2 separate regions of the Vulpes vulpes genome follow, and region 1 is linked to region 2. The links are chromatin contacts, called in public Hi-C maps. All regions are on one chromosome and are shown on one strand. The core of a region is the stretch at or near the end of the contact, and the rest is flanking DNA. Distances in the headings are between cores, read along the strand shown.

Evidence for each region. Hi-C and Micro-C count contacts between places; a contact is called where the count stands out from the background.
Region 1: a Hi-C map of skeletal muscle shows a contact between it and region 2, with 4 times the contacts expected there. The contact joins the promoter of HDDC2 here to the promoter of LOC140597818 in region 2. A contact is called at or near these places in 2 of 3 Hi-C or Micro-C datasets (both in skeletal muscle).

What each region holds. Positions count from the first base shown.
Region 1 is chr1:57,494,943-57,501,053 of VulVul3, reverse strand. HDDC2 (HD domain containing 2) reads right to left here and starts at 4,837. Exons shown (of 6, transcript XM_072764970.1): 1 at 4,688-4,837; 2 at 3,855-3,976; 3 at 1,734-1,836. The coding sequence starts at 4,771.
Region 2 is chr1:57,088,080-57,094,596 of VulVul3, reverse strand. It overlaps LOC140597818, which reads left to right and starts at 2,574. Exons shown (of 2, transcript XM_072747965.1): 1 at 2,574-4,124; 2 at 5,492-5,880. The coding sequence starts at 2,574. The coding sequence ends at 5,593. It overlaps TRNAE-CUC (transfer RNA glutamic acid (anticodon CUC)), which reads right to left and starts at 2,550; the gene lies at 2,479-2,550.

The sequences.
Region 1 (6,111 bases), core at 3,588-6,087, 400 kb before region 2:
GTCCCCCGGGACACCCAGGAGATACGAGGAGGCCTGAGAAGTTCTCATCACTGCCAGGACGGCGGGTCCCTCTGTCCGGGGCCCCACCAGGCCCCTCCGTGAGGTGTCACTGGCCAGGCCTCACTCCTGTCCAGACAGTAGCCAGTCTTCTCTCATCTTCACAAGCTGGGCAGCCTGCCCACGGACTCTCTCTCTCTTTTTTTTTTTTTTTTTTTCATTTTTTTTTCATTATGAGCCTTCATGGGGCCAGTTGGTCTTCTCACTCTGTGTGTCACTTTACGGTCTCCGAGGACCCTCTGGTACTTCACTGCACCACGTCTTCTCCACAAAGTCCAGATTTATCCTTAATAAAAACCATCACGTGTCCTGAAATGAGCTGTATGATTAGGGAGTTTTGTCCTCATCCCTTTCTTCTACATCGGGGCGCCACTCAACACCCTCCGGGCCGGGGCTAATTCTTCCTGCCACTCAGGATCTTGAACTAACTGGGTCTTGCATTCATTCTGCCAATCGGTCTAGGGCCTCTTTATTCACCAAGAGTCTAGACTCCTACAGAGAAGCATTTCCTCAGCTTTCTCCCTTTTACGGGCTGTCGTGATGTGGAGCCTATATTCTGGGTCTGTACATTGGCAGGAAGAACACATTCCTTACACCGTTTCCCTTGTTCCCATAATGTCAGAATTCCTAAAGTGGTGTTCCTCGTGCATCTTCTCGTCTCTGGAGGGATAAAAGTCCTGCTGCCTACGGAACGGCCGTCTCCCCCAGCTCTGAGAACAGCTATTCAAGCCCACCTGCCCTGTTAAACCATTTTGATGAAGGATCCGGCCACTTAGCAATTTAGGACCAATGTCCTATAATAAAAGTACCTTGCAATAATCCCTGAATTGAGAACCAGCTATTCAACATTAAAAAAAAAAAAAAAAAAGAAAAGAAAAGCGAAACAAAAACAAAACACCTTCTTGGATTTTCCAACTTCTGTGTCAAATATGTCTTCCTCGTTGGCCCTGGGCTCTGGATTTAGAGCCCAAACTGATGCTGATTTACTATTTTTTTTTTTGATGTTCATTTCCTACTATTACAAATGTTTTTCTTCTAACCAATACGCTAAAGGACTAATTGGAAACTCACAAGTAACTATAATAATGATTATATTTGGGATTTGCAGAACATTCCTCCAAAGAGCTCAGCCGGTCTGGAGAATTCTTTCAAGTTCTAGCAACTGCCCTCGTGCTAATGAAAGCCATACTATCCATGTCCGTACGCACGAGAACAGCAGCCAGCAGCTTCCTGACCCGGTGTCCCATGAGGCAGGCAGCAGGCGTACTTTCCTGATCTTGTGTTAAACAAGGTTGAGAACAACCCACACCAGTGCTCTGCTCACTTCTAGAAATCCCTGCTTCTAGAAGCCAAGGCTGTAAGCCACCCAGATGAGAGTAAGCACCAACAACGGATTCCTCAACACCCTGGGGTGACTCCGCCTCACCAGTCCTACCGGTCCACTCTGAGGCTCTTTTGTCCTGACCTCTGTGCCACCTAACCAGCTGCCTGTCCCACGAGATCCATCTGAACGTTCTCCAGCCCAGGCCCTCAAACCCTACAAATATCCTCCCCTGATTTCCCCTTTCTGAGTCACTATCAAAACTCTGTCAACAGTTTTGCATCAGGTCTAATCAACAGCTCTGCGTCACCAACGGGTCCCTCCGGTGGTCCCTTGCGGAGCAAACAGCACTGACCTCTTCTCGCCTATGTTTTTCTTCCTTGGGGATGTTATCCGCTGGTGCTATGTCCCCCACGATGCTCTCTGCCATATCATGAACCAGGGCTAGGCGTACACATCTGGCCAGGCGAGAAATGGTGAACAACCACACAGAGTTAGATTCACTGCCAGGACCTTCTCCTTTACCTGTGAAGCTGCAATTTCCTTTCCCCCTCCATCTTCATGGGGTGTTTTAATGCAGTACTTTCTAGAGTAACTCTAACCCCCCTGCCCACAACAACTCCGATTTGAAACTGCTCGTTAATATTCAACACCGTAATACATGAATGCAGGAGAAACAGCATGCATTTTTTTTTTAATGACCAGTTTTTCAAATATCACTTTAAAAAGTTGATGACTTCATATGACAAAGCCAGGAGGAGAGGATCTGGTCATAGCATTTACTTCCTGATACAAAATTCAGAAACAATCATTTCCCCAGTATGCTAGCCAGATGTCAACATGAGGCTCCTCATAGAGATGCGTGCACTAGGGCAGTTGTAGTTCCAAACCCAGCAACCACTCATACACTGTGTGACCTTTGCCAAGCTACTTAATTTCTTTCAAGGCTCCAATCTGTCAGCCTTCATTTTATCATCTGTAAAAAAGGAATAGTAAGGGACACCAGGTGGCTCAGCGATTGAGTTGAGCGTCTGCCTTTGGCTCAGCGTGTGATCCCGGAGTCCCGGGATCAAGTCCCACATGGGGCTCCTTGCATGGAGCTTGCTTCTCCTCCCTCTGCCTGTGTCTCTGCCTCTCTTTGTGTCTCTCATGAATAAATAAACGAAGTATTAAAAAAAAAAAAGGAATAGTAATACGTCATAAGGTTGGTATAAAAACTCAGTTTGATAATGCGTGTTCCTGGCACCATGTTGATCAATAAGCAAATGGCTATGGTTACCGGTGATAATGATTAACGATGAGGATAATCACTGTCAAAGTAACAAAGGCAGGTCATGATATAAATGCCCCCGAGGGCCAGTCTGTTTCACGTGTCCACTATGTCATAGGCAGTTCACAAGACTGTCTCATCCTCAGCCTGTCTCTGTCATCCAGTTCAAACCTCCAGCTACTCTCAGGTTCGTTATCTCTAACTGACACCACGTTCGTCTTGTACTTTTTGCCAAAAATCCCACTTCCACACCATCTACAGAGTAACAGGGCTCCTCAACTCTAATGAACCTTTGCTACCATCAAACTGATGATTTACGACGTATCGTTTCCAAAACATAGCCTTAATTTCCTACCACCAGGGCTTTGGTGGCTATATCCTCCTCTCTGCACTCTGTGTCCTCTCCTTTACCAAGTCAACTCTTCAGAACTCACCTGAGATTCCACTCTCTCTATGAAGATCAGCCAAGGACACCTGCTCTCTTCTACTAGAATACCTTGGTGGGTTTTCTTAAACTCTTAATTTTTTTTTTAAAGTAATCCCCAAAGGCAATGTGGGGCTCAAACTCATGGCCCCAAGGTCAAGAGCCACATGCTCAACTGACAGAGCCAGCCAGGTGCTCCAACCTTGCCAACTTTTGAATATAACTTCTTCTGTGCTTTTTTATAGAAGCCAGTTGGGACCTGTGTCCTTCATGGGAGATTTACCTACTGTCCTATGTTGCTAGGAAACTTTGTCCTGTGCACACAAAACCTTTAAACACTTGTTGACTTTAAAAGGAGATACCTCTTTCTCAGCTATGTCTTGCACATACCCTTCTGAAAAAATCACCTCACAAACAGGTGATAGTGTTCATGAAAGGGGCTAGACTAAGGCACAGAATGTACTAACACAATGACAGGATTTGAGACTTACCACACTCACTCGCAGGCCTGGAAATCCTAATATCACACTTAGGTCTGCTGGAGACCAAGGCAGGCTTTATCACTTGCCAAAAGAAAACCAGAATGTAGTTTATAACCGAAGCAATCAACACATGTAATTCCCCTTCCTACCCCCTGAACCTGTATGGGTCGCTGCAAATAGTCTCTCATTTATTTTCTCTAAGTAACCTCCAAGAATTAGATACAGGCCTCGGTCACAAGAAGCGGTGCCGAACCCACAGACCGGCGGTCCTAACAGGTGTCAGCGTCCACGGCAGCTTACCTGTCCTTGTTGAGGTGTTCATCTTTGGTCACCAGAGCCATAACTGCCATTCGGTACATGTGATCCGATACACTCTCTGGCCTCTCGACGCTTCTGTATACCCAGCCCGTCCGGGGGACTCTCTGATGAAAAGAAGAGAATAAAGTTGATAAAAATAAATATTTAACGTGTCTGCTGTGCTCTTCGAGAGAAATCTACGGAGGAGGGTACAGAAGTAGCGTGATGGTTTCAGAAAGTATTACCGGAGGCCTCACCAACCCAATGGTCCACATCTGGAATCAAATAAGCCAGTGGGGTCAGAGAAGGAGAAAGAGGGGGTGGGGCTAGTAAAAATAAAATACAAAATACAAAAAGACAAAGAGGAGAGGGAGAAATAATTCACATGTAAACACTGCAGAGTCCAGCAGTCAAGTTACTCCGTGTTACTGGGGTGGGAATTATGGGCCATACAGGAGTTCTTCAGACATTAAAAATAAAACTGTAAAGTACTGCGTTTCTCGGAACTCCAAGAGTTGGGACTTTTTGCATTTAAAGAGGCAGAACAGGGCCTGTGGGGAAAGCTGCGAACCCAAGGAGCCACAGGCTTGCAGATTTGGAAGCGCAGAGGAGAGGAGCCTTTCCGGGGCTCCTGCTGCCCGCTGCGGGCTGCGGCGCGGCTGGGCGGCGGAGGGGGCGCCGCGGGGCACCCCAACCCCTCCCCCGCCCGGGCTCGCCCCGACACCCGCACCCCGCGCCGCCCCGGCCCCGCAGGGAGGGGGAGGCCCGCAGGCCGGGAGTGGGGAGGGGTGCAGCCTCCGCGGGCTGGAGCCCCCGCGCCCCGGCCCGCCGCTCACCTTGAGCTGCCCCACCTGCCGCAGGAACCGCAGCAGCGCCGCCGCCGACCCCGACCCCGACCCCGACCCCGACCCCGAGGCCATGCGTCCGGCGCGCCGCGGGCGGGAGCTCCTCCCCTCCTCCTCCTCCCTCTCGGCTTCTTCGCCTCTTCCCTCCTGACTCCTCCCCCTTCCCCTCCCCCCTCCTCTCCCGCCTCCTCTCTCTCCTCCTCCCTCCCTCCTCTCCGCTCCTCCCTCCCTTCCTGACTCCTCCTCCTCCCTCTCCTCCTCCCTCGCTCGGTCTCCTCCCTCCCTCCTCTCCTCCCCCCTCCTCCCGCCCTCTCCTCCCTGTCCTCCTCCCTCCCAGTCTTTCTCTTCCCCTCCTGACTCCTCCCCTCCTCTCTCTCCTCCCCTACTCCCTCCCCCTTATGACTCCTCCCCCTCCTCTCTCCGCCTCCTCCTCCCTCCACCCTCCCCTCCTTTTTGTGTGTGTGTGTTTTATTTTTTTATTTTTATTTTTTATAATAAATTTATTTTTTATTGGTGTTCAATTTGCCAACACACAGAATAACACCCAGTGCTCATCCCGTCAAGCGTCCCCTCAGTGCCCATCACCCAGTCACCCCCACCCCCCGCCCTCCTCCCCTTCCACCACCCCTAGTTCGTTTCCCAGAGTTAGGAGTCTTCATGTTCTGTCTCCCTTTCTGATATTTCCTACCCGATTCTTCTCCCTTCCCCTCTATTCCCTTTCACTATTATTTATATTCCCCAAATGAATGAGATGTTTGTCCTTCTCCGATTGACTTATTTCACTCAGCACAATACCCTCCAGTTCCATCCACGTCGAAGCAAATGGTGGGTATTTGTCGTTTCTAATTGCTGAGTAATATTCCATTGTATACATAAACCACATCTCCTTTATCCATTCATCTTTCGATGGACACCGAGGCTCCTTCCACAGTTTGGCTATTGTGGCCATTGCTGCTAGAAACATCGGGGTGCAGGTGTCCCGGCGTTTCATTGCATCTGTATCTTTGGGGTAAATCCCCAACAGTGCAATTGCTGGGTCGTAGGGCAGGTCTATTTTTAACTCTTTGAGGAACCTCCCACAGTTTTCCAGAGTGGCTGCACCAGTTCACATTCCCACCAACAGTGTTGACCAACTGACTCCTCCCCCTCCTCTCTCTCCTCCCCCTCCTCTCTCTCCTCCCTCTCCTCTCTCTCCTCCTTCCTCCTCCCTCCCCTTGCTGACTCCTCCTCCCTCCCTCCTCTCCCCTCCTCCCTCCTCTCTCTGTCTCCTCCCTCCCAGTCTTTCTCTTCTCCTCCTGACTCCTCCCCCTCCTCTCTCCTCCTCCTCCTCCTCTTCCCTCCACCCTCCCCTCCTGACTCCTCCCTCTCCTCTCTCTTCTCCTCCCTCCTCCCTCTCCTCCTACCTCCCTGTCTTT
Region 2 (6,517 bases), core at 1,325-3,824:
ACTGGAAATTCAGAGGATGTAATAAGCTGGTTAAAAAGCTAATCAAGTAGATCCATGGCTTAGATTTAAATTGCTTTCCTTTTATGTAACTAGTGTAAAAATATTATTTTTCTATAGCCTCTTTCTTAAAGGAAGACTATGAAAAAAAACCCAAGAATCATCTTTAAGTCAATAAAATCATAATGATCAAATGGAGATGTGGTAAAGATGATTTTTAAATAAATAAACATTGTAATAAAAAAAGAACCTTTCACAAATCAACATGCTAGTACACTGTGTTTGCTGTTGAACTTATTTCTTAACTAAAAGGTTTTCACATCTTTCTATGGAATCTGGTAACCCCCAGAAACTATAAGAGTTGAATTTTACTAGACTTGTCATGCTTAGAATTCAATTATATTTTTAAAAGACAACCTGAAATGTCCTATAATTCCTCTTTGCTTCTATGCAACACTCCCCATGAGCCATCCTATTTGTAAAGACTGCTCTAAAGAAGACGCCAATATTGCTACCAGAAAATTTGTTGTAGTGTGGAGAGTCTTAAAGAATACAAGATTTAGGTTGGGCATATTGGGCTGTAGTCCTGGTTCCCCCACATACTTGTGTGATTTCAAATAGGTTATATAAATTTTCTGAGTCTGTGTTTCCTAAACTACAAAACAAGGATAATTGTTGAACTACTTGATAAAGTACTTGGTTTAGTGTTCAGAATCTGAAAGAACTCATTAAGTTGTAGACATTATTCAATTGACTCAGTGTAATTCTCTTTCCACTTCTCCTTTCAGTGGAAATATAGAGCTGTGGTTCATACCAAAATAGAATTATGAGGGCTGAACATGTATAGGATTATTTTCAAGTGGAGACCTAACAATCTACTTCTTGATTTGATTAAGTAATCCATTAATTTAGTGCAAACCATATGTCCTATAAACCATTGTCCTAGATGCTGCTGAAAGTCCTTCATTTGATTCCTCCCCACCCTTGGTTTCTCCCGGGCATCTTAATATTCAATTATGTATCTCCCTAACCCTAGATATATGATGATTTGTGTTTAAAATGAAATGATTTGACAAGCCCAGAAAAAATGTTTTTGGTATGCAGCAAATAATCTTTTCTTTCATCTGTGCGGTGAGATACTTTCTATTCCTTCGTCTTTAAGGAACCTCCTATGTGGAATATCTGCAAACAGTCCTTCAGCATTTCTCCCTTTTTCATAAGGACAGAACTGAACACGATATTCTGGCTCTGGAAAGCAGCAACTTTGTGCAATGTGTAGGTAATGTGATATGGTACTGCTGTGTCTAAATGACAATAGTATTTAGAAAGGTGTACTTATTTGACTAAAAATAATAATAGTATGGATGAAACACAATAAGGATGACACCAAGACTAAATAAAATTAAAACTCCGTTAAGAAATTAAGCAAACAAGAGAAATATCCTTCATGCTATTAATGAATACACTGCAATTTCTAGACTCTTTCTTCTGCTCCTTTGACCGTGACTCCTACTGACTCTTCTTGTTTGGACTTCCCTACTTCGTCCTCCTCTGGCAGTAGTCCAGCCTGCAAACCTCGCTCTTTATGTTGTGCTCATTCTCTTAGGAAGCGTTTCCACTCTTGGGCCTTCAGTTCTCCCACTCTTGGGCCTTCAGTTCTCATTTTACAGCAGAACTTCCTCAAAATCTATCATTATCAGTCAAAAATTTCGCTCCAGACCCACAGGAAAAGTTCACTTGGCTGACCTCTTCAAACCAAGTCTAAGTGTAACACAGCTTCACCAGGCTTCACCAGGCTCCCAGTCAGCACCCTTTCCAAATCAATAGGCCATCTTCAAAACCTTCATCATGTTCTTTGATTTTCTACACAACTGCGATAGGCAGTCCTCTTTGGCCCTTCCTGTGCTGGGGGCCACGGCTCTCCTCGCTCTACTTCTGGACTTTACTGCTGGAATTACCTACAGAGAACACGGTCAGCCCCGGGGAGGGGCGTGGGCTCCATCTCCCGTGCATTGCTCCTCCCTCCACGATGTTCTGAGCTCTGGTTTATTTGAGGAGTTGAGCCCTGCAACAGACGCGTCCCCCACGTCCCCACCCACCACCTACTTACTGTCCTTCCTCTCCACCCACCCTCCTCTCTGTGCAGGCCTCCTCCCGTGCAGGTCTCCCGCAACCCCCACCTTTCACCTTGCTCCCTTCCAGCTCTGCAGTTCCGATCTGGGTACGGCGTCTCACCAGGTGCTCCAGCAGGTGGAACCCGGTGTCTACAGCCTCCTCTGTGCCGTCCCTACCCCCCCCTCCCCACCCCACTCCAGGGAGCTCGGTGGCACACGGAAGGAACAAGCCGCTGTACCTGGGCGGAAAAGGCATATTTTAAATCTCAGATTAAACAACATTCAATCACGAATTCAACTTTTATGATCGAATAAAACTAGTATGATAAGAACTCAAAAGAATTGATCGGATTAGGAAAATATACGTTTCCCTGACCGGGAATCGAACCCGGGCCGCGGCGGTGAGAGCGCCGAATCCTAACCACTAGACCACCAGGGAACTTGAGCACAGGCTTGCCCGAAATGCATTTGCCACTTGTAGATCCCTGCACCGCCCCAGCCGCGGGGAGGCGCCGCCCCGAGCTCCGCCCACTCCGTCCCCCGGACTCGCAGGCTCCGAACCAAGCGAGTCCCGGCGCTGCCGCCTCCCCCCGCGACTCGCGGGAGGAGCCTGCGTCACTCCCGCTGATCCAGCGCGGGGCCCGGGGGCTCGGAACCGGCCTCCTCCGTCTTCTGAGCTCTCGGCCGCCCTTTCCGACCCTGCGCCCTGCCGGCGTCTCTCGGCTCCCGCGGGGTCGGGCCCCCCAGCGCCGCCCCCCACGTGCGGACCGACGGCTGGTCCCCGCGGGGAGCGCCTCCCGCCGCACCTGCCGGGGTGAAGGGCACGCGGCCAGGGGCGCGGATCCGGGCGGCCGTGGTGCTCGATCCTCAGGCTCAGGCCGCCGAGCTGGAGCGCGTGGGCGGCGGGCCTCGGGAGGAGCCGCGGGGAGCACCCGCACCCGCACCCGCACCTGCACCTGCACCAGCGGACCCCCGGGAGGAGCCGCGGGGAGCACCTGCACCCGCACCTGCATCTGCTCCCGCACCCGGGGCCCGGGAAGAGCCGTGGGCGGCGGGCCCCGGAACAACCGCGGAGAGCACCCGCTCCCTCACCTGCACCCGCACCCGCACCGGCGGGCCCCGGGAAGAACCGCCGGGAGCTCCTGCACCTGCACCTGCTCCCGGGGCCCGCGAATAGCTGTGGGCAGCGTGCCTCGGGAAGAACCGCGGGGAGCACCTGCACCTGCAACCGCACGTGTACCCGGGAAGAACCGCAGGGAGCACTTGCATCCGCACCTGCACCTGCACCGGGGAGAACCGCAGGGAGCACTTGCATCCGCACCTGCACCTGCACCCGGGGAGAACCGCGGGGAGCACCTGCACCTGCAAACGCACCTGCACCGGGGGCCCGCAAAGAGCCGTGGGCGGCGGGCCCCGGGAAGAACCGCGGGGAGCACCTGCACCTGCAACCGCACGTGTACCCGGGAAGAACCGCAGGGAGCACTTGCATCCGCACCTGCACCTGCACCGGGGAGAACCGCAGGGAGCACTTGCATCCGCACCTGCACCTGCACCCGGGGAGAACCGCAGGGAGCACTTGCATCCGCACCTGCACCTGCACCCGGGGAGAACCGCGGGGAGCACTTGCATCCGCACCTGCACCTGCACCCGGGGAGAACCGCGGGGAGCACCTGCACCTGCAAACGCACCTGCACCGGGGGCCCGCAAAGAGCCGTGGGCGGCGGGCCCCGGGAAGAACCGCGGGGAGCACCTACACCAGCACCCGCACCTGCACCCAGGAAGCCCTCCACACCAGCTGCGTTTCCACGATCCTCGCGTTGTTCCAAGTGTTACCGACCCGGCAACAGCTTCGCCTCCCCGCCTTGTGTGCGGGCCGCGGCCGGGCGTGAGGCAACCACCAGAGGAGTAAAGGAGCCCCTTGGGCCAGCCCCCCTTCAGAGCCTCCTGAGACACAGAGCCGGAGCCCCAGGATGCAGCTCCGCTTGGAAGTGGCGAGGTTCCAGGTGGACACAGGTAACCAGGCGCCCCCGCCCCGCTGCAAGGTGGGGGGAGGCTTAAGGAAAATTGATCAGACGCCGCGTCCTCCAGCCCCGGGCCGCTTAGCTGAGCGGATGCTGTTTCTTATTTTCAACAACTCAGAGATGGTTTGGGTGATTGATAGCGTTTGTCTAGAATTGTTTAATAATATGCAAGCAGGTAGGTTAAAAGGATGTTAAAGCCTGATAAGGATGGAAGGATCACAAGAAATTTTGAAACTTCACTCTATGTGAGGACACACACCTCTCTCCTCTCTCAAGGAACTTTTAGGACACCAAGTTCAGTAGGTGGAGCTCTTTGTTCTGAATTGGGGGCTACCAGAGCTTCCTGGCAAAGGATCTGGGTTAGAATACAAAGATAATGCAGCAAACAAAAGGACAAGAAGGTACAGTGAAGGCCGTCAGCCCTCTCATTTCCCGAGTCATTGCTTTCTTCTTCTCAGAGGTAACCAGTGTCAACAGTTTCTTCTGTATCCTTCTAGAAGCAGTCTATGCATATACAAACTAGTATGTTTCTCTTTTTCCCGACTTTTTATCTTGAAAAATTCCAAACCTACAGAAAATCACAGGTGTAGGACAATGAACACACATACACCCTTCAACTGAACCTGTTGGGTCCAATTTAGTAAGACCAGCAACATGTGACTGTCGTGCATTGAAATGTAACTAGCACAAACTTAGGTGTTCTAGAAGTGACGAATGCCTACTGGTTTTTTAAGCCTTCATATAGAAAAAAAAAGTAATATATCTCATTAATAATTTTTACATTGATTACATTTTTAAATTATAAATATACTTGGGTTGGGGTGCCTGGGTGGCTCAGCCGGTTTAGTGCAGGAGTCTTGATTTTGGCTGAAATCAAGTGGTGAGATTGAGCCCCTTGTCCTCCACACCAGGCGTGGAGGCAGCTTGGGATTCTCCCTCTGCCCTGCCATGCCAATCCAGGCTGCATGCTCTCTCTCTAAAAAAAGAAAGAAACATATTGGGTTAAAATATTATTAAAATTTATTTCACTTTTTAACATATCTACTAGAATATTTAAAATTATATATATGCCTAGCATTATATTTCTATTTTACAGTACTGATCTAGATTCACCAGTTGTTACTGTTTTGCCATATTTACTTTCTCTTGATTTTTTTCTGAAGAATTTTGGGTTAGTTGTAGATATCATAATGCTTCACTTTTAAATACTTTATTGTATATTTCCTAAGAATAAGAGATACAATGATCACACTTAGGAAATTTAAATTTAATACAATCTTATTATTTATTATACAGTTAAAAATCAAATATGTTAGTTGTCATAATAACACTTATAATTTTTTTTTTTTTTTTACCCAGGATCCACTCAAGGATTATACAATGCATTCAGTTGTCACATTTCTGTTGTCTCCTTTCTGTACTCTGGAACAATTCCCCCCCCCCCCACTTTTTTTTTTTTAACAGTATTGATGTTTTTGAATAGTGAAAGACAGTTGTTTCAGAAAGGCCCTCAGTTCAGATAAATATGTCTTTTGACAAGAAAAGAATCTTAAGGGGCACTTGGGTGGCTCAGTGGTTGAGCGTCTGCCTTTGGCTCAGGTCATGATCCTGGGGTCCTGGGATCGAGCCTCCTATCATGCTCCCTGCAGGGAGCCTGCTTCTCTCTCTGCCTGTGTCTCTGCCTCTCTCTGTGTGTCTCTCATGAATGAATGAATAAAATCTAAAGCTACAACAACAGCAACAAAAAACAGAACCTTAAGTGATGGGTCCTTCTCAGTGCATTACATCAGAAGGCACTAATGCTGATATTTCACATTATCTCTCACAGTCAATGTTGTGCCAGAATAATGGCCCCCATGGGGGTGACCCTGGGGTAATCTCCAGCACACATGAACATGTTACTTCACATGGCATTTGGAACTTTGCAGATGTGATTAAGGATTTTGAGATACAGGAAGTATCCTGGGTTATCTGACTAGGTCCAAAACGATCAGAAGTGTCCTTATAAGTGAAGGAGAGAGGTAAGAGAGTTCATATCCCAGCGAGATGACTTGAGGACAACTCAACCTACCTTTGCTGGCTTTGAGGAAGGAGGAAGGGGGACGCTGAGCTAAGCAATCCAGGTGGCCTCTAGAAGATGAGAAAGGCAAGGACGTGAATTCTCCCCTAGAGCTTCCAGAAAGAAAACAGCCCTGCCAACACCTAGATTTTTAGGCTAGTGAGACCCGTGTCAGACTTCTGGATTCCAGAACTGTAAGATAATAAATTCATGTGGCTTCAGCCATTAAGTTTGTGCTGATTTTTTTTTAAGATTTTATTCATTTTTTTTCATAAGAGACACACAGAGAGAGGCAGAGACACAGGCAGAGGGAGAAGCAGGCCCCA